Linked DNA regions of Mus musculus: region 1 is linked to region 2. A link is a contact called in public HiChIP or PLAC-seq data. All regions are on one chromosome and are shown on one strand. The core of a region is the stretch at or near the end of the contact, and the rest is flanking DNA. Distances in the headings are between cores, read along the strand shown. Region 1 has its middle 14 kb from the start of Krt20. Region 2 overlaps Tns4 (tensin 4).

The links. HiChIP or PLAC-seq counts read pairs in DNA pulled down with a chosen protein or histone mark.
Region 1: a contact with region 2 is called in an HNF4G HiChIP or PLAC-seq map of pancreatic cancer cells. The contact joins two enhancer-like sites. A contact is called at or near these places in 2 of 39 promoter capture datasets (liver and pre-B cells) and 1 of 115 datasets of contacts at active chromatin or transcription factors (pancreatic cancer cells).

Annotation. Positions count from the first base shown.
Region 1 is chr11:99,449,050-99,456,238 of GRCm38.p6, reverse strand. No RefSeq gene overlaps it. Among named protein-coding and RNA genes, the nearest start is that of Krt20, 14 kb to the right of the region's middle. Within about 2 kb of position 1,283, at least 22 of the 459 cell types and tissues checked have an H3K27ac peak or open chromatin away from gene starts, as enhancers often do. A contact at or near this core is called in pancreatic cancer cells, where this site is marked.
Region 2 is chr11:99,074,226-99,080,689 of GRCm38.p6, reverse strand. It overlaps Tns4 (tensin 4), which reads left to right. Exons shown (of 13, transcript NM_172564.3): 3 at 235-610; 4 at 1,860-2,284; 5 at 5,071-5,157; 6 at 5,450-5,575. Among named protein-coding and RNA genes, the nearest start is that of Tns4, 12 kb to the left of the region's middle. Within about 2 kb of position 3,824, at least 51 of the 459 cell types and tissues checked have an H3K27ac peak or open chromatin away from gene starts, as enhancers often do. A contact at or near this core is called in pancreatic cancer cells, where this site is marked.

The DNA.
Region 1 (7,189 bases), core at 34-2,533, 380 kb before region 2:
AAGTCCCACGGCTGGGGAGGAGGTCATGGGCCCTTGATAGAACTAACTATTGCTAAGTGGCCATACTGTCAAGCTGCCTTCTAAATACTTAACGTTTGTGTCCATGGATGTGTATTGTCTCTGACTTTGATCAAAAAGCTTCTTAATGCAATGAGTGGTGAAAAATGCAGACTCACAACTGACCGAAGTGCTGAGAATAAGTAAGTGTCTGTGAGCGCTCACCCTAAATGGGACATTTATATCAGCACCCCATCATCTCCATGCCCAACCCTCAGGGAACATTGCAGCAGAGGAGGCAGAAGCTGGAGGGTGGGAAAGAGAGAAACACTGGGGAATGCTGTATTCTGGTCATTGCATTACAATGTGGGAGGGGCTTACAAGTCCTCACTCAAGCTGAGAAGCTAATGAAGGAATGTTAGTTTTCCTTAGGGCAAGTGGACCATGCTACCAGACAGAAGAACTGGCAATGTCGAACAGGTTTTCAAACCCAGGGGAATCTCAGAATTGAGAACAGCAGGCATGGAGCCAATACTCTGCCCAAGTACCTGATCTGGAACACATAACCCTGACACCCCACTGAGAGGACCATGACAATGGGCCACATAGCATAAAAACCTGAAGTTTGGGCTGGAGAGATGGCTCAGTGGTTAAGAGCACCGACTGCTCTTCCAGAGGTCCTGAGTTCAATTCCCAGCAACTACATGGTGGCTCACAACCATCTGTAATGGGGTCTGGTGCCATCTTCTGGTGTGTCTGAACAGAGCAATGGGAGTGTATTCATATGCATTAAATAAATAAATAAATAAATAAATAAATAAATAAATAAATAAATCTTAAAAACAAAAACAAAACACAAAAACCTGGAGATCTCCATGCTAATGAAGTATCTAGATAGGTCCCAAGTGTTCAGACCATGAGCCTCCCATCCTGGACATTCCCTGCTTCACCCTGAGTACGATGTATGAATTCACATCCAGCATCAAAGAAAAGAGTTTGGATGAGCAAGGACCATCTCCCTCATCAGGGTTCACTGCAGGGGAGACCTTGCCATAAAGAGCTATGCCTAAGTCTCCCAGAAAAGGCCTTGATTCTTGGGTTCCTCGGCTAGGAGTAAATTTCAGCCATTTATTTCTAATCTGAGCCATATGGCTAGGACACTTCTGCTGTATTCTGATAGAAAAGAAAGCAGTTAATGTGTAAACTTTCACCCACACGAAACTATTCTGAATGGGCCGGCTGACTCACTGGCTCAGCCCATGGTCACAGAGCAATGGACCGTGAAGGAAGGTGGGGCTGTTTAGACGTCGATTGAGGAACATTTTGTCCCTGTGATGAGTGGTCTTCCATTGATTTCCTGTTTCTCATGCATTGTTGACTCAGAGTCTTCCGGGTCCATTTTCATGCTGTTATATCGTGGCTGTAAAGATGTTGCAGTGATGGGGAAAGGGGAGAGAACGTAAGCTCGTTTAATACCTCCCTAATCCATTACTCTCTTATGCCTGCAGGTAACAGTAAGGACGCGATTTGCTGAGTGTGAGCGCTCTACATAGTTTTCAGGGCCAAAAATAGATGCAAAAGCTTTGTCCAAACAAAAACAACAAAAAAACCAAAAAACAGCTTTGTCCAAAAATAGCTAGGAGATTCAACACAGCAGAACTATCAGTCAAGATTCAGAGATTCATATATACTCACAAAGCTGACCCGAGAGAGGAATGCAGATGATGGGTTAGAAACTCTCTATCCCTCCCCTCCTCCCTTCCCGACTTTTATAACTAAAATAGCCATGTCATTCATTACATGGCTGAATAAAATGTGTCCCCATCTAGTGTCTGCCTGGCATTTTTTTTCTTCTAAATATCGAATCCTTCTAATCAAGAAAAGTCTTACTAGATGCCGCTGATTCCAGAGAGGGCTAAGCAAAGTCCACCTTTGGTCTGACTGTGATAAAAAAAAGGTTTACCTAATCTACGATAAGGGTATGTACTGCACAAACATGGTTACAGGGGAGAGTGCATGGTCTCGTCAAAGACAAGCTTCCCCAGACATCTGACTCACCACAGGTCCTGTTAGAGTCAGACTTGGGAGGTGCAGGGGAGACCCAGGGAGACACTAAGGATGAGAGCAAAGCCCTGTCCCTTGAGGTACACACTAGCAACAGGGAGAGACTAAAGATGGCTTCTCTCAACTCAAGAAGAACGATGACCAAAGTGTGGACAATTTGCCCCTTCTTAGAATTGGGAACAAAACACCCATGGAAGGAGTTACAGAGACAAGGTTTGGAGCTGAGACGAAAGGATGGACCATCTAGAGATTGCCATATCTGGGGATCCATCCCATAATCAGCTTCCAACCGCTGACACCATTGCATACACTAGCAAGATTTTGCTGAAAGGACCCTGATATAGCTGTCTCTTGTGAGACTATGCCGGGGCCTAGCAAACACAGAAGTGGATGCTCACAGTCAGCTATTGGATAGATCACAGATCCCCCAATGGAGGAACTAGAGAAAGTACCCAAGGAGCTGGGGGGATCTGCAACCCTATAAGTGGAACAGCAATATGAAATAACCAGTACCCCCCGGAGCTCGTGTCTCTAGCTGCATATGTATCAGAAGATGGCCTAGTCGGCCATCAGTGGAAAGAGAGGCCCATTCTTCTCTCTCTGTGCTAAATCTGTGTGTGTGTGTGTGTGTGTGTGTGTGTGTGTGTGTGTGTCTGTCTGTCTGTCTGTCTGTCTGTCTGTCTCTGTGTCTGTCTGTCTCTGTGTGTGTCTGTCTGTCTCTGTCTCTCTCTGTTTCTCTGTGTGTGTGTGTCTGTATGTGTGTCTCTGTGTGTGTCTATCTTTGTCTCTGTCTCTCACTACACTGTTCTTGTAGACAGACAGACACACACACACACACAGAGAGAGAGAGAGAGAGAGAGAGAGAGAGAGAGAGAGAGAGAGAGAGAGAGATTGATTGATTTAGCACAGAGAGAGAGGAAGCTTTGCACAGTAAGGCCTTACTGCTAGGTGGACTCAGTCTTCAGTGTGTCTCTCCCTGCACTGGTCCTATGCTCCTGCCAGAAAGGGAGTAGAATTCACTGGACAGGAAGGAGACACGAGGCTCTGCTGATCTTGTAGAACAGTGTGTCTCTCTCTTCCTTGCTCTATCTCTCCCCTCTCTTCTCTCTCCTCCTTTATCCACCCTTCCTCTCTCTACCTTCTCTCTCTCCCTTTTATCTCTCTCCCCACCTCTCTCTCTTTCTCCACCCCTCCCCACCCCTCTGGAGTAAGTAGACTTTAGGACAAGACCTTATCACATGAAACTCTATCCTAACTAGTCCATGAATATCTGAAAAGTTGATGTTCTCTGTAAGTCTTTCTTAGACCCTCCCACTTGCAATACTTCCTGGTCACTATGCATATGAATATCAAAGTGATCATATATGTCCTCAGTCACAGTCTCCTTCAGAAATATGTTTCCAACTTACCTAATATTACCTATATGAGCCCAGTGACAATACTTTTTTTTGAGACATGACGTCACCATATAGCTCTGGCTGTCCTGGAATTCACTATGTAGACCAGGCTAACTTTGAACTTTCAGAGATCTGCCTGACTCTGCTTCCCAAATGATAATGTTAAAGGCGTGTACCACCATACCCAGCTAATATTTATTTACTTCAACACTATTTTTCCTCGTGGTTTTTAGGTTAGTATACAATGGGCTTTGTTATGACATTTTTCATTCATTTACAATTTGTCTTTGGTCTCATTCATTCTCCCTCCCTGCCCACCTCCCTGCCCACCTCCCTGTCCACCTCCCTGCCCACCTCCCTACCCACCTCCCCCCTCTTTCCCTGACTGATGCCTTCCTCCAGACCTCAGACAGTTCCCTCTCTCCTTTTCCATGTCCCTCTTTTCTTTCCCCTAATATATCTTCCTACCCCCTTTCTAGTTTCATGATCTACACACACATATGAGTACATACATCTTTATATACACCTTTATAAATATTGTTTTAGTCTAGACTCTGTGCATGAGAAAAAAAGCATGTGGTGTTTGTCTTTCTTAGTCTGGCTCACTTCAGCTAACACATTGATTTCTGGCTCTATTTCCCAGCAAATGTCATGCTTCTGTTTTCTTCATGGCTCCATAAAACTCCTGATGTGCAGGCCCCACATTGTTTTTTATCCATTCAGCTTTTGATTACCCCAGTTAACATTTAATGGCTTGTTATTGGTCTTCACCAGATTGTAGCCATCACCAAGTTTATAATCCCTATCTTTCTATTATCACATCTGCTATGAGGAGCTACAGTTCACTGGGTACTTCCTACTACCAAGTACCATGTTGTGCACCTCAGAGATACACCCTCATTTACTCCTAACACCAATGCTATACTGGTCACTGGCTCCATCCTCCACTTCATGACTGAAGAAAACACCTTGCCCAAGTTCTCATGGTAAACAAGTGTAGAGGCAGGTTCTGAAACAGCTCTCTGCCTCTGTGTCTTAGTCCTTGGCAGCTAGCAGAATTGCTCAGAATAATCTGTTCAGAAAACAGGCAAAAGTGACATTGGATGGGATGATGTCTATTGACCTACAATCATCTGGGAAGAGTCTCAATGAGGACCTATCTGGATCGGGTTGGTCTGTAGGCATGTCAGTGATGAGTTAGTTATCTTTGTTATCCTCATTGATGGGAGAAGAACCAGCCTGAAAATAGACAGCAGATAAAGAGCCACCTTTCAACATAAGAATATGGCAAGCCCAGAACAAGTGCCTTCCAGAGCTACTTTTCAGTTCATTGAGCATTGGTTCTTGGGTCAGATTTGCTGTAGAATTTTCAATTCTGACATTTCTTAAACACTGTATCAGCCTAATTAGGGGAGAAAGGGGATTGGGGTTTGAGCTCTAAAACCTGAATTCTGATAAAGGGTCATACTTATTATGTTCCAAAAACATAAATAAGCACACACTGCAGTCTGTACTGAACTTTGTAAAAAAAAAAAAAAAAAAAAAAAAAAACCCATCAGGTAAATCTCTAGTAAAATTTCACGTGCTCTGGGAACAAAACAAACCCTGCAGCAGGAAAGAAAACAAGCGATGGGTTTTGGTCAAATTGTCCAGAAGCATGTGTGTCACCATTAAAGTGTCAACACTTCTGAACCAATATTACTCTTTAATAACTCCAGCCTTCCCACATCTGGAGTTTTTCTGACAGCTCATTTCACAGAGACGTATTTGTTTTGGAAAAAGTATACCCTGCTAGCATCCTGTAGCTCCATCAACCTAAGATTCAGCCATAAAACCCTCTTCTGTTTCTTCCAAGGCAGCAATTATTTGATATCCCACAGTAACTGTGTCAAACACAAAAGAAATTGTTCTGGGTTTTCCTTCCTTTACATTGCTCAGAATCCTAGTGAACAACAAGCAATGTCTTCGTGGAAACCGAAGCATCAGAAATATTACTTACATTGTGTCGGTTGGTATTAGTTACATTGTGGCAGTTGAATAGAAACAACTCGTTGTTGGAAAAAAAAATAACAAAACAGGTCTCCATTTGGTGTATAGTGGTCCCTAGGGAGGTATAAAGCACCAGGTTTCAAGGGTAGGAAACATGAGAGGAATAAGATGAAGCACAGGAAGGGTTCTTGATAATACAAAAGCTTGCTTTCCTATTTGCCCCTTACCTTCGCTCTTCTGAATCACACTAAGTGAGGTCCCACCTAGTAGGGTTCTTCCTTCAATCCCTCTGATGCCCAAACTGGATCACCCAAGTGATTGTTAGAGTGTAGACGGTGCAATTAGCTTACTTCCTGGACTGGGCAGATCCACCTGCCTCGATTCTTTATCGGAACAGATGTTCTGGTCTTACGTTCCACACTTCCTGATCTCTCTTATCCATGTACATTAAAAAGATAGTGATCTATATTTGGAACGCTCCATCTCTCTGTGTGTTGTTAAAAGATGTAATAAATGACTTTTTAGACAGGTTTCATGCCTTTCCTAGTCTGTTTGCTTTCCAACCCACCTTCCCATTGCATGGTCCTTGAGCCCCTGCTGGCCCATCCCTGTCATACCCAGGGCACAGGTCACTGAGGGTCTTGGTGAACAAGGACCCTACTCTCCCTCACTGTCTCTATGACTCCAAATCTTATGCAAATCATGTCTCGCCTGGATGTCACTGTTCTGCAAAGCCTTCCCTGCCTTCTTCAGCCTGCAGGCTTCTCCCCGCCTCTGAGTTTTCATAGCACTGTCTGTCTCTAAACCTTTGCTTTTTCCACTGATTCACCCCCATGGCACTATTTCCTCAGCTGACCACCATCTCCCCAAGAAGCGGACCACCTTCTGACATGCAGAGCTCTGCTGCTCCTCTTTCTGCATGCACACACTTTCACAATGTTAAGCACTTCTACGGTACAGAGTAACATCGTGCTTCCCTCCTGATATCAAGCAATGACGTAACTAACATCGCCATGCTTCCCCTTTGCTTCTTTCGACTTTAACTTACTCATGCAGATTTTTTTAAATCCTGTAAAATACAGTTTATGCTCTTTTTATTAAACAGACTATACAAAATATGACCCAGGATTCTGTGTGGTTTACACCAGATCTTCTTTATTAAAAGCAATTGCTCTACTATACTAAAGCAATGGCCAGAGGGGTTTGCTAAGAGTTCTGCTCAGTTCTTGCTCTCCCAGATTCTCTATGTACTTGAAGCATGATGGACAAAACCATTGTTACTATTAACAGTAGAATATCATCTCTTTGAAAATTTTTATTCATGCACATAGTGTATCTTGGCCACATCTGTCCTCCACTCCCTTCCTCACGTCCCCCAGCCCATTCTCAATATACCTTCTGGCTTCATGCAGTGTGGAGGGAGCTCTCTTAGTCAATAGAACGCCCTCAAAGGTAAGAACCAAACAGCCCTCTGCTCTGTAACACGAACACATCTGCCACTGTGTTCTGAAAAGCTAATAAATAATACATCTCTTCATCTCATGTAATGTTTTCATGTGCATTATGCTTTGCCTTGGGAAGATTCTGGGCCAATGTTGACTTAGAGCATCGGATCCAATTTTGTACTATTAGGACCACATGGAAAGAGTAGATCTTCCTCCAGCATCTGAATGGAAAAATAGAAGGCACTGGGCTTATATTGAACTTTTATAGTGGCCTATTAACCAACGATTTAATTGAGA
Region 2 (6,464 bases), core at 2,575-5,074:
GTTTGGTTTTTTGTTTGCTTTTTTGTTGTTGTTGTTATTTTGTTTTGTTTTGGTTTGGTTTGGTTTTTCGAGTCAGGGTTTCTGGCTGTCCTGGAACTCACTTTGTAGACCAGACTGGCCTCAAACTCAGAAATCTGCCTGCCTCTGCCTCCCAAGTGCTGGGATTAAAGGTGTGTGCCACCACCACCCGACTCCAGCAGTGTTTTCTTTCTTCTCCTCCCCCCCCCCATCAAGATATAAAGTACATCGAAGTGACCTCCACCAGATCAAGATACCTTGACGGTCCCCAACGCTGCTCCAGCCCGTGTGCCACCCCACCATTTGGCTCCCCGCGCAGTGGCAGCCTCTTCCTCTCCAGGGACATCCCCCGAGAGACCCGCAGCAGCAGCAACGAGAGCCTCATCTTCTCTGGGAACCAGGGCAGGGGTCCCTCTCCTCTCACCCCTTCTTCCCTTAGCAATGCCATCCCTTGCCGAGAAAGCAGGACCTCCGGCTCTCCACTGGCAACTCCTCCAGGCTGGGAGAAAGGGCTCAGGGCCCCACAGCGGGGCAGCAGGGTCTCTATACTGTCAGCCAGCCCTGTATCGGATGTCAGCTATGTGTTTGGAAGGTAAGTTCTGTCTGTGGGCAGACCGCAGTTGCCTGCATGGCAGCGTGTGTGCATATACACACACACACTAGAGGGGCACCCTGTTCTGTGAGCGAAATGCATGGGCATGAAGAGAAAAAAGCACGCACATGGTCTTTTCTAGCACCACAGGCATCTCTATCTCAAGTTCCCCTCAAAGCATTTAGGACACAGTTCAATGTGTGCTCAACTCTTGGCTTCCATTGACCTTTTGAGAATTGAGTGCTCACTTTAACGAGACTCGCTTGCTTGCTTTCCAGCCCTCACGTGACCCATCTGGAGGAAGGACTTTGAAAACTTAGGGGTGGGAGCCGGAGAGGTAGCTCAATGGTTAAGAGCACTCCTTCTCTGGTTCAGTTCCCAGCACCCATATGGCAGCTAACAAGCATCTGTCACTCTAGTTCCAGGGGACCCAGTGCCCTCCTCTGACCTCCACTGGCATGACACTCACATGCATAAAATAAATAACTTTGAACAATAAGTGCATTTCAGAGTATACACAGACTTGGGGGCCTGAGGTGAAGCATCTAAGAATGAAAGCCGCCCCCCTCATCTCCCCCTGGCTCCCTCCACCCTGGTACTGACAAAGCCTAGTTAGGAGGGACCAACCCCCTGGGCCTTATTTACAACTGTTCTTAAGCCTCACAATAGAAATGCACAACAGCCCATCCAGCTGCAGGACAGCTGAACCACTGGACCTACACGCTAACTCGTCCCACACACTAACTCCAAAGGCAATGGCCAAAGCAGTCCCTGGCAAAGAAGCCAGAGATCCCACCACTGTAACTGCTGGCCTAGTTGAGGTGACCTCCTCCAGATGGAACATGTCCCCCCTGGATCAGCCCAAGACATGTCCAGTACAGCCTGTCCCCACAGGGCTCCTGAGAGTGATAGGTAGTGGAGCTACTGCTGTCTGTGACAATTCCATCAGACCAGCCTAGTTGGGAAAGCGGAAAATGCAGGCCAGGCTAACCTGCTGGAGGTTAATTCCATTGGCTAGTTTAAGTGATAAGAGATCCTCTAGGCCAAGAGAGGTTCTGTACCCTGGTACAGCCCTTAGAATTCAGATGAGGGTTCTCTTTGCTCTGAGTTTTTGGTAAGGGGATATGCAATGTTCTGATTGACCCAAGATAGGGCCCCCAGATGGCTAGATTCTAGAACCTAGCTCTGACCCCAAGTCACTGTCACCCAACAAACACCCTAATACTCTTTTGTGTGCTTTTCCCTGCAGCAATCAGTCCCTCCCCCACTCAAGCCTCTCCAGCTATCCGTCATCTTCTAGATCCTTGGGAAGTCCAGCCAGCTCATCTTCCAGCCTCCACAGCCTGGACCGAGGGTCTCAGTGTGGGAGACCTAGTGATGCCCAGGCTCCTAGTAACCCCATACTGGGCATGGGCCAGCCCCAAGCAGTGCAGTCTACTCCAGTGGCTAAGGAGCAGGCTAGTAGCTGCCCCGCATCTGTCACCAACTCCATGGCGGACATACCCATAGTGCTCATCAATGGGAGCCCAGAACCACAGTCTCCCCCAGCCCAGCGGACACCAGGACACCAGGACTCTGTCCAGTCTAGGGTTACATCTCCCAGCCACCTCTGTCAAGCCATTAAGAGCCCCAGCAAGACTCTGCCAGATGTTCCTCTCCCTGCATCTCCAGATGGTATGTTGTAATTCAGTACCTCCAGCATAGCACTGTTTAGTTAAGGGGACTAGTCAAAGTCCAAGGGGGACAGGGGGGCTGGAAACAGCCACTTCACACTTTTCTTGACTACCCACTCTATGCCAGGCAGCCTAGAAAACGGGCGATGTGACGCCTAAGTTGCAGCCGGAGGAACGGAGAAGACATTTGTAGGGAGGATTCTGGGATTTGGGTTTCTTTAAAAAACACACAGAAATAGTATAAGCAAGTCTGTTTTAATCCCAGGTGTGGGGTATGAGGCTGCTTTGGATTGTCTGCAGCAGCTGGCTGTGATTTGCCTCTTGCAAATCAGGGCTACAGCTTTGCCAGCTGCGGATAGTTTCTGCCGTTGTGTGGCTTTGGAATTCTGGGAACTTTTCAGAGGGTTTATAAGTGCTAGAGCCCTGGGAGGGGAACTGAGGTTGGTGGATAATGGTTGATCAGGGGAGGTGGGTGTGGCTTGTTAGTAGTCTCGAGCTCAAAAAAAAAAAAAAAAAAGAAAGAAAGAAACAAAATAGCCGGACAGTGGTGGCACGCACCTTTAATCCCAATACTTGAGAGGCAGAGGCAGGCAGATCTCTGAGTTCCAGGCCGGTCTAGTCTACAGAGTGAGCTCCAGGACAGCTGAGACTACACAGAGAGACCCTGTCTGGAAAAAACAAACAAACAAACAAACAAACAAAAAAACAAAAGGAAAGAAATTAGATTCAGGGATCTCTCTCTTTTTCTCTTTCCCTCTCCCTCCCTTCTTCTCTCTCTCCCTCTCCCTCCCTCCTCTCCTTCCTCCCTCCTTCTCCTTGCTCATCTCTCATCTTTCTTTTCTTCTATCTAGTGCTAGGAGGTAAAACCTGGGAGATAAAGGGTGGGAAAAAGAAGAACCCACAAAGTAGCAAAGACCAGCTACAGACATTCCTTGCAGAGACAACTGGGACCTCATAGTTAGAACAATGAGCCCACACAGTATACACAGTAAGGAAACTTCTAGAATGTTAGGTGCAGGTCAATGAGAATAGTAGCAGATTGTATGAGTCCTCAAATGTCAAACTAAAAAGTGGAGTTCCTTCTTGGGACAATAGGGCCATTAGGAAGTAAATCAGGGAAGATGTGTGGTCAGCAGTACAAGCAGAATGATTGACCCGGAAGCTTGGCAGAAGGGTTGCAGGGCTAGAATCAGGGCTGGGCAATTGAGGTAAAGGGAGCCAGGCAACCCTCAGGCTATCTGAGCAAGAGGCTTAGTGACTAACTGGCTGATCCAAGGAGAGCCAGAGGGTGCATCAGTCCTCACTCTGACGTTCACTCATGGATGATGCTGACGATAACATAGAGGGGGCAAACAGAATGGAGACAATACATTCCAACACAGATGGCTGAAAACCACAAAACAGCAAACACCCTCCTTCCTGGAGCCTGTGACTACAGACTTCCAAAGAATCCGAAACAGTAAACACAGGCTGAGCCGAAGCATTCTCTGGGCACATACCTCCCATGCACAGAGACCTGAGGACATTGTCCCAGACACTCCCCCCTCAGCCATCTGCAGGCAGAGCCTGGCTCCTCCTTGGGCTTCCCAAGATGTGTATATGAGCTACTCACTTGTAGTCCCAGATGAGTCACTCCCATAAAAGCAACATAAACAGAAAAAAATGGCACCTCAGGTATGCCTTTAAAACAGCAACAAAAAACTTTTATCATTGTTGCCGGGGTGGGGCAGATGCCACAGGACACACGTGGAAGTCAAACAATGATTTTTTGTTTGTTTTTTGTTTTGTTTTGTTTTTTGAGACAGGGCTTCTCTGTGTAGCCTTGGCTGTCCTGGAACTCACTCTGTAGACCAGGCTGGCCTTGAACTCAGAAATCTGCCTGCCTCTGCCTCCCGAGTGCTGGGATTAAAGGCGTGAGCCACCACGCCCGGCTGCCAATGATTTTTTTAAAAGTGGGTTTAGGGGGGCTGGAGAGATGGCTCAGTGGTTAAGAGCACTGACTGCTCTTCCAGAGGTCCTGAGTTCAATTCCCAGAAACCACATGGTGGCTCACAACCATCTGTAATGGGATCCAATGCCTTCCTCTGGTGTGTCTGAAAACAGCTACAGTGTATTCATAAAAATAAAATAGGGCTGGAGAGATGGCTCAGCTATTAAGAGCACCAACTGCTCTTCCAGAGGTCCTGAATTCAGTTCCCAGCAACCACATGGTGGCTCACAGCCATCTGAAATGGGCATCTGATGCCGTCTTCTGCTGTTTCTAAAGACAGTGACTATGTACTCACATATATGAAATAAATATGGCCGGAGCGAGCGAGTGGGGTAGAAAAAAGTGGGTTCAGGGGATCAAACTCAGGTTGTCAGACCTGCATCACAACAGCTATTCCCCACGGAGCCATCTTGCCAGGACTGTTGTCAGCTTTCGTGATAGGGTTTCATTCTGTAGTCAAGCTGGCTTTGTGCTCAATGCTGTCCCCCTGCCTTGGCTTCCCAAACACTGGGATCAGAGCCATGCACCACCAGTTCTGGTTTTATGTTGTGTTAGGGATCAAACTCAGGGCCTTGTGCATGCTAGGCAAGCACTCTGTGCAGTGAGCTCCAGCTCCAGCTGGATTTCCCTCCAGGAGCTACTTGGAGAGACCCGGGAGATCTTCCTGGGCTCAGGAAGGATGAGCAGAATGGGATCTCCGGGAAGAGGATCAGGGCGGGTCTCCTGCACTTTCTATAGTCGTCTCCTAGCAACCCTCTATCCAGTCTACAGCGCGCCTCTTCTCTGCCTGTCTCCAGGTCCTGCCAAGGACATGCAGCCCACCATGAAGTTCGTGATGGACACATCAAAGTATTGGTTTAAGCCAAGCATCACTCGAGAGCAAGGTAAAGCCAGGACTGGGTCCCAGAGGACAGGCCACTCAGTAATCATATCAACTCAGTAACCATGCGAAGCAGGCAGATGGGGCCCCAGGTCATGGTTAAAAAAAAAAGCAGGTGACAAACAGCAGGCAGCGGAAGTGTGGGTGACCTGCTGGCCTCATTAGGAAATAACCAAAACATGCAGAAAGTAGACTGGAGAAAGACTTCCTGGGGACAAATGGTTGTGTGACATCCCTATGCGGATGGGATTAGAGAGTGGGAGAGTGGATGGCCTTCTAACTGAAGACTGTTTCAGCAATCAATCTCCTGAGGACGGAGAAGCCGGGTGCCTTTGTCATCAGGGACAGTTCCTCCTACAGAGGCTCCTTCGGCCTTGCCCTGAAGGTACAGGAGACTTCCGCATCTGCTCCAAACCGACCAGGTATGTATGTACATCTTTTGCTTGATCACCTTGGAGCCCCCACCATGGTTGACTCTGCCCCAGCTTGACAGTGACTATCAGGGTGACTCCAGGGAGGACAGTCTACCTCTCAGCTCTCCCAGCCCACCCTCTAGCACCTAGGCACCATGGAGACCAACTCTGAAAGCCTGAGATGCCCCTGCCTCCCCAGATTCCCTATTCCACCCTTGAAAAAAGGTCCCAGCCTCTCCTCAGGCTGCTGTCTTCTGGGCACCTCTGTCTAGCCTGGACTCATCTCCAGGAACCTAATATAACTAATGTATTTGTGGGCTTATCACACTCCCGATAGCTTATCATTCATAAAATAATTTGCCATGTGTTCAGTAGCTCATCCTGTGTGAGAGAGCTTAACATGTGTGTAATGGCCCACCTATAATCTCACGTGGTCATCTGGTAACTCAGCACACGTCTCTTGAGAGATCTAGAAGATCTATCTATACCAGGCCCTGTGTAAGGAACCAGGCATGTGTATAGAGGGCTCGCGCACAGAAACTACCTTACTGGGGAGGCAGATGAGAATAAATCATGCCAGTACTACAAAGTCCCAGGGTAGTAGTCCCCTCACTTAACCCAATTAGGAGTGAATGACCTCCAAGGAATTTAAGGTGTAGAATGAGGGTAGACCCCCCAACCTTGTCCTGTTAACAGGGATTTGGGGAGTTGGCTCAGAGGTAGAAGTATTGCTTAACATGGGTTGTAGCCACAGCATAATGTTGGGAGTGGGGGATTCAGCAACTTCTGGGGCAGGCTTCGATTTTCAAAGAAGCCTTGCAAGAGGCAATGAGCCCAGATGAAGGAGTAAGCTGTGGTGGGTGGGGTCAGAGCCAGCTCTGCTCCAACAGGGATGAGC